Regions from separate parts of the Gossypium hirsutum genome. Here region 2 is linked to region 1. A link is a contact called in public Hi-C data. All regions are on one chromosome and are shown on one strand. The core of a region is the stretch at or near the end of the contact, and the rest is flanking DNA. Distances in the headings are between cores, read along the strand shown. Region 1 holds the start of LOC121220304. Region 2 holds the start of LOC107897862.

Region 1 (3,594 bases), core at 1,054-3,553:
CCCTTCAATCTACAAAAGCAAGAAACCCCCTGTAGTAAGATAGGGGAAACTCTGTATGCTTGAGGGACTTAAACCCATAGGAACCAAAGCCAATAGATTTCACTATATCAATATCAAGTCCATTCGGAGAGGAAACCAACCATTAAGAAAGATGATGATGATGATCAAAAGAATCTCATTTATCCGCCCATCCCCCTCTTTTCTAACTTATTAAAGATAAAGTTTACACTTAACTCCCATCAATTCTTCTATATAAGAAGAAGAAAATATTATAGCTCTTATTTGTTTCTTTGGCACATAAAATAGCATGACTCTTACAAAGTTTTACCACAGCTTAACATAACAGGGTTCCTTAATCTAATATATCCTATGGACAAAATAATCTAACCCCATTTGGTCCCAAAACATGTACGGAAACATCATTTTTAATAAATGAGTAAATTTGAAAGATAATCAGTACTTGATAAGATAAGAAATGGGGATAAATGTAAAAGGAATTTGCATTTGCTTAATGAGAGTATAACTGATATAAGAAATAGGATTCGCTTTAAACAAATAAAATATAATGCTTAAAAAGAAATAGTAGCAACCTTCTTCCTAATGCGAGAATGGCGGGCCTCACGATCTTCCGTTCGGGTGCGAGCTTTGGCTTGAACATTGAGGAAGACAGAGGGTAAAGATGGCTGAGGGTTTGACATTGACAGCCTCAAGGGAACTCCTAAAAAAGAAGTCTGTTTATGATTGAGAGAACCAGCAAACTGTAATCCCGTAGTGACAGTCATAGTCATAGCCGTTGCAGTAATTTCCATACCCAGTTGAGATTCGAGATTCCTTAATGCTGTCTGTCTGCCTTTCAATTTAAACAAATATCATCAAAAACATACCCATGTTTATCATTCATTTATTATTAAACAGAAGAAACAATACGTCATACCTGCTTTCCAAGGCTTTAAAATGGGGATGTACTGGAAGGCAACGCAAAGAAAGCAAGTGTGGATAGTGCTATGAGTGTTGCTGTGAGAGGGGAGTGAAGTCTGGGAGGAGCGGGATTTGGATAAGAAAAGGGATAAAGCGTATGAATGAAATAAAGGGCATGTCCTCGGCCAGTTCGGCCTTGCTTGCCTGAACACCATGTCCTGTTCTCATCCCCTGCGTGTTGGTCCCATCACCTTCCGCCTCAACTCAAAAAGCCAAGCCCAACCCAATATCATAATTTTACATTATATACTATTTCTAAGCCACTGTTTTTTTTTTAATTATTTTAGATGGGGCTTTTATTAATAAGATAAAACATCTGTACAAAATAAAAACATATACCTATTATCCTAAGAAAAACGGCCCAAGATTTCAGATGGCCAAAGTTAAACAAATATCTAGATATTATTAAAGAATACTCTAGAAACGACACTTAATGCGCCGAACCATTGCCCAATCAGAATTTGATGAAATCTGTCTTCTCCTCTTTCTATCATTTCATTGCCCAGTTGACGATTTCATTTTTCAAAACTTTCCTTCTGAAACATTTCATTTTCTTTTTTTGTTTTGAAACTTTCTCTCTTCCATTCTTCATCTCCTAAAGCTTTCCTAATCTGGTTCACATACCCAATCGTACCTTTTTTGCTCTTCGGCATAGTCAGGGACCTCCATTTCCAGGTATATCTCCTTTTTCCTTCTTAGAGTTTCTGTTGCAAGAATATGTGCAAGATTATTTGCAGTTCTTGGTGTATGTTGGAATCTGATATTATTGGAGCCACTTATTTTCTGTTGGATATCATAAATATATGCCCCTACCAGTGATCGATCTTGACCCTTTATGTTGCATTTCTTTATTATTGCGAAGGAATCTCCTTCAAAGATGATTGACTGCCATCCATTTTCGACTCCTATTTGAACTGCTTTCCAACACGCTATTGCTTCAGCAGCAAATGCAGAGGTAATGTCATTGTGGATCTCTGAACAGGATAAAAGAACTTTTCCTTCCGCATCTCTGGCCATAATACCTGAAGCTGAACGGTTTTGACTCTCATTGTATGCACTGTCGAAGTTAATCTTGATGAACTCACAATGTGGGTGCCTCCATCTTTTGTTTTCTGTTATTATTACCGATTTTCTTTTTTCGAAACCAGTAAGCTCAGTAATGTAGTTACTGATGAAGTTTGCAATTTCTTTTCCGTTACTGACTTTTTCCTCGTGTATTCTTCTGTTTCGATCTCCCCATATGGCCCAAAGTGCGTAGCAGAAAAGGCGACCTTGACAAGGGGTGAGCTGTTCAAACACCCAGGTAAGCCACTGTACGAAGTCCATGCTCTGGTTCATTATAATATTCTGAAGTGATAGTTGTAATAGGCCCATTTGCCCGGCCCGTAAACCAAATCAAAATATAAACAAAATAAAAATTAATAACAGTCCAGAAATAGTCCATATACCTAGGCCCAAATTGTTTTTAACCCACTAGCCTATCCCAATTTCCTCAATCCAGTTAGCCTAACACTTAACCCGGACCCAAGGCATAACGCAGCCCAAAACAAAAATCAGAAGCAGGAAACACTAGAAAACCCTGGGCGCTGCATGACTGCACAGCCAGCACACTCTCCTCTCGTGCGTGTGCGACCACACCTTCGAGCCGCTCCTCACACGTGCCTCTGTACGATCATGTACCTACAAATGACAAAAGAAATAAGCAACAAAACAGAGAAAAGGGGCAACAGAGGGGATGGGGAGAGGATTTTTCTTTTTATTTTCTTTTTTTTATTTTCTTTGTAATGCTGGCCATAAAAAAGGGCCATTCGAATATTGTAAAGGACCACGCATTCAGAATAGAAAAAAAAGGTGATTTTGAATCCCACTTTCGCTGGTTTCTGTTTTCTTTTTATTTTCCTTCGTTCTTCTTCTTTACTGTGGTTCGTTAATAGTATGAAACAAAAGGCAAAGAGAGAGGAGGAAGAGAAATTCACCTGGTAGCCGAGACGTCGTTCACTCCGTCGCAATCGGAGTCGGGCGAGGGATTGGGGCCTCCAAGCGTTGGTTTGCTGAGCGGCGTTGGAGAAGAGTTACTTTTTTTTCTTCTCGTTTTTTTTATCTTTTGTCGATTCTTTTTTTTTCTTTCCTTTCTTTTCTTTTTATTTATTGTTTGCAAAACAGAAACGAAGGGAGAGGAGGAAGGAGACCCTTACCTTCGTGGGTGCGTCGATGAAGCCTTCTTCTCCTCGGCACGAATCGGAGTCGAATGGGAAGAGGCCTTAGATTTGAAATGGCAGAGAAAGGGAAAAAACGGAGGCGGCGTTCACCTCTCTTTGCAATTTTAAACCCCCGAATTTTATTCAGATTTTAATTTAACGCTTTTATAAATTTTACTTCATTTAAATTTTTATATTTATGATTCCCTTTTTATCAATTTATATTTTATTTATTTCATTTCATTTTATTATTCATATTAAAATGTTTGATATTATCTACGTTAAGTTATTTCATATATTACCTATTTAAATTGCTTTCTACGCTATTTTATTAAATGTTTTACATGTGTTATTTCTTTAGATTTCAGATCATTTCCTTTAAATTGTCTTGTGCAACGTTTGTTTAAATTGTTTGAAA
Region 2 (3,416 bases), core at 489-2,988, 150 kb after region 1:
ATATAAAAAATTCTAATAAATTTATAAAAAATATTAACAATTAAAAATTATAAAAAAACTATTTAAACCTCTAAAATCATAATGAGCGCATGGCATTAGACCAATCATTGGATAATGAGAATAATCATAAGATCGTTAGGGTCATTTTCATGTTGAATAAAATGTTTTCGAAATTCCACAAATAAAATGATAATTGTGAGATCTTTTCCATTTTATTTATTGATAAGTTAGTATTATTTTTTAAAAATTTTATCATCTCAAAATTTTTAAGTAAAGTAGTTTGGACCTTGAAAAAATGGAAATTATTTACTAAGTATTGTATGATATAAAATATTTTTGATACAATTACATACTATCAAATCAAAATTTTATTATCCAACTATTAGCATATGTTAATATGAAATATTTTGACCAAGATTTTCATAACTGGTCAAGTCATCGGTTTGCCAATTCGACTGATCCATTTAGTTCAATTAAATAAAACATTAAAAATAAAAAAATATAAAATTAAAAATCAGTTTAATCGCCTGATTCCTAGGTCAATTGGTCTAATGGCTTTCTCTGAACATCGGTAACTTTGCCGACTTGGATTTAATCGGTCCGACCGATTGATCTAATCCAATTCAAGTTTTTATGTTTTTAATATTTTATAAGTTTATATAAATTTTAATGTTTTAATTTTTTTATATATATTTTTATGATTTTTATAAGTTTTTAAGAATTTTTATATGTTTTATAAAATTTTAAATATTTGTATTAATTTTATAAAGTTTTTCATAATTTATTAGAATTTTATTTTTATAATATTTACAAGTTTTTATAAGTTTGTATCAATTTTAGTATTTTTATTTTTTAAAAATTATATAATATTTTATAATTTTTCTATTTTTAATCATTTTATGGGAAAATATAGATTAAACTAAAAGTTGCCATGTGTCATCATTTAATTGGTTTGTCAATTTATTTTAACAAGTAACATGGTCAACAACGGAAACCATTAACGAAGGGACTTAATTGATTTTTTTGTTAATAGCAAGAAATTAATTGGGTACGAATTTAATACTGTTGTTTAATTGATTTTTCACATTTGTTAAGGACCTTTTTGACATATAAACAAAAAAAAAACTTAGGTATTCTTTTATTGAGTGATAACTAATCCCTTTTAAAAGATTTTTATAGTAATTTTATGTAATACTTAAAATTCCTTAAAAATATAAAAAAATTCATAAAAATATAAAAATCCCTAATTTTTTTTTAAAATATCGTAAAATTATTTAAAAATTTCAAGATTTTTCAAAAAGCCTAGAATTCCAAATAAATGAATTTTTATAAAAATTATGAAACTTTTTATTGTTTTTTAAAGTTTGGCATACTTATAATTATAAAATATTTTTTTTATAATTTTCAAAAAATAGATTAGAATTTTTTTAATTTTTTAAAATAATTATTTTGGTTTTTTTATGATTTTATTTAAGTTTTTTTATATTTTTAAAATTTAAATTTTTTTACTTTTATTTAATGTGGCAATTGGTTGATTTAATTTTTTAACAGAAAATATATAGATGGGTAACGGGTATACATAATAAAAGTTTAGGGGCCATTTTGATAATCAAAATAGAGTATAGGGGCCAAACTGATAAAAATAACATAGATACCAAAGTGAAATTTTTACTTTAGCACAGGGGTCAAAAGAGGTATTAAATTATTTTAGAAATGATAGTTCGAATTTGATTATTCTATTCAGTTGCTAGCATGTTTTTGGGGTTTAAAAAGAAAAATAAAGTAGAAAAAACAAAGAAGGGAAATACCTTGAGGGAGGGAGTTGCAAATCGAAAACCAGCCAGGACAGACTCAGCTGAGAGTGGGTGGATCTGAAATTCTGGATGAAACTCGAAATTGGAATAGTGATTCCAGATTTTTCGGTTGCCCTTGCTAGTGAACTGTATAATAGTTGTTTATAACCAGATCAGATCAGATCAGATCGGGGGGAAATGCTGCGGCTGAGGGCATTTCGAGGCACCAATGATAAGATTGTGAAGTTAGCGGTGCATCCCACGCATCCATGGTTGGTAACTGCGGATGCCTCCGACCACGTCTCCGTTTGGAACTGGGAACATCGCCAGGTCATTTACGAGCTCAAGGCCGGTGGGATCGATCAGAGACGTCTTGTTGGTGTCAAATTGGAGAAGCTTGCTGAGGGCGAATCTGGTTCGTAATCTATTTCTATATCTAATATTCATCCTCACTTGTTTTGGAGTTGATTTCATTTGACTTGACAAATTTGCAGAGCCCAAAGGGAAACCTACAGAGGCCATCCGCGGAGGGAGGTGATTATTATCTAGTAGAGCTCTCTTTTTTCGTTTAACTTTCTTCAAATACAATTTAACAGTAAAATCTGAAATCTGGACCTTTTTCTTTCGATGAATTGTTAATAGTGTTAAGCAAGTGAGCTTTTTCGATGATGACGTGCGGTTTTGGCAACTTTGGCGTAATCGTTCTGCGGCCGCCGAAGCTCCCACTGCTGTCAATCATCTTACTTCGACTTTTGCCTCTCCTGCTCCATCAACTAAAGGACGACATTTTCTTGTCATCTGTTGTGAAAACAAAGCCATCTTTTTGGACTTGGTTACCATGCGTAGCCGTGATGTACCTAAACAAGAACTTGACAACAAGTCTCTTCTCTGGTGAGTTCTCTCTCGGTTAGCTCATATTTAAATCAGCAGCTCCATTGCCATATTTATTTACTTCACATATATATATTTACTATTATAGGGAAATAAACTTACCTCTACTTTATGTCACATTCATTTGCTAAGCCCGAATTCTAGAATTGAAGCTTCTTATTCTTTGTTTTCTGCTACCTTTTAAGTGTCAATGTTTTCATCTATTCATATACCCGGATACCTTGCAAAGCATTTTGATTTAATTTTGCTGCTGTCCATGTTTCCCATTTTTTGTGCTGCTACTGCCTTCGACTTTTGATCACTTTTTATTTTAGAGTTTATTCATTGAAAGCAATAATTTTGTTGCACGTATTCGAGGTTCTTTCATTGATGTGGCCTTCTTTGATTGAAGTGCCTCATGCCTAGTCTAGTGTTGCTATCAGTTAAGTGATAGTCTTTTGTGCCCTAGAAAGGCAAAGGGCATATAAGGTGTGCTTCACCCTGTTGGCTTTTAGTCTCTTTTATTAGCTATATTTTAGTGACGAGAAAAGCTAAGCATAAATTGCATGTGGCAAGTTGACCCTGATTTCCTCTTCCTCTAACTTCTAATGCGTGCCCTAGGATCTAATTAGGTTTTGATGCCAAAATTGATTTCGTATGGGAAAACAGCAGTAAATCAATAAAATTAGGTAGTGTTTGGTGCTTTTCCATGTTATGATTCCGATGGAATGCTATTCTTTGGAATGTAACTGT

The links. A called contact is a pair of places that touch in the nucleus more often than the background predicts.
Region 2: a Hi-C map of leaf shows a contact between it and region 1, with 1.8 times the contacts expected there. The contact joins the promoter of LOC107897862 here to the promoter of LOC121220304 in region 1. A contact is called at or near these places in 4 of 34 Hi-C or Micro-C datasets (leaf and seedling).

What each region holds. Positions count from the first base shown.
Region 1 is chrD08:16,437,979-16,441,572 of Gossypium_hirsutum_v2.1, forward strand. It overlaps LOC121220304, which reads right to left and starts at 2,304. Exons shown (of 1, transcript XM_041099980.1): 1 at 1,585-2,304. The coding sequence starts at 2,304. The coding sequence ends at 1,585. It overlaps LOC107897860 (50S ribosomal protein L18, chloroplastic), which reads right to left and starts at 1,999. Exons shown (of 4, transcript XM_016823443.2): 1 at 935-1,999; 2 at 591-850; 3 at 1-9. The coding sequence starts at 1,133.
Region 2 is chrD08:16,592,282-16,595,697 of Gossypium_hirsutum_v2.1, forward strand. It overlaps LOC107897862, which reads left to right and starts at 1,739. Exons shown (of 20, transcript XM_016823445.2): 1 at 1,739-2,208; 2 at 2,288-2,327; 3 at 2,436-2,684. The coding sequence starts at 1,992.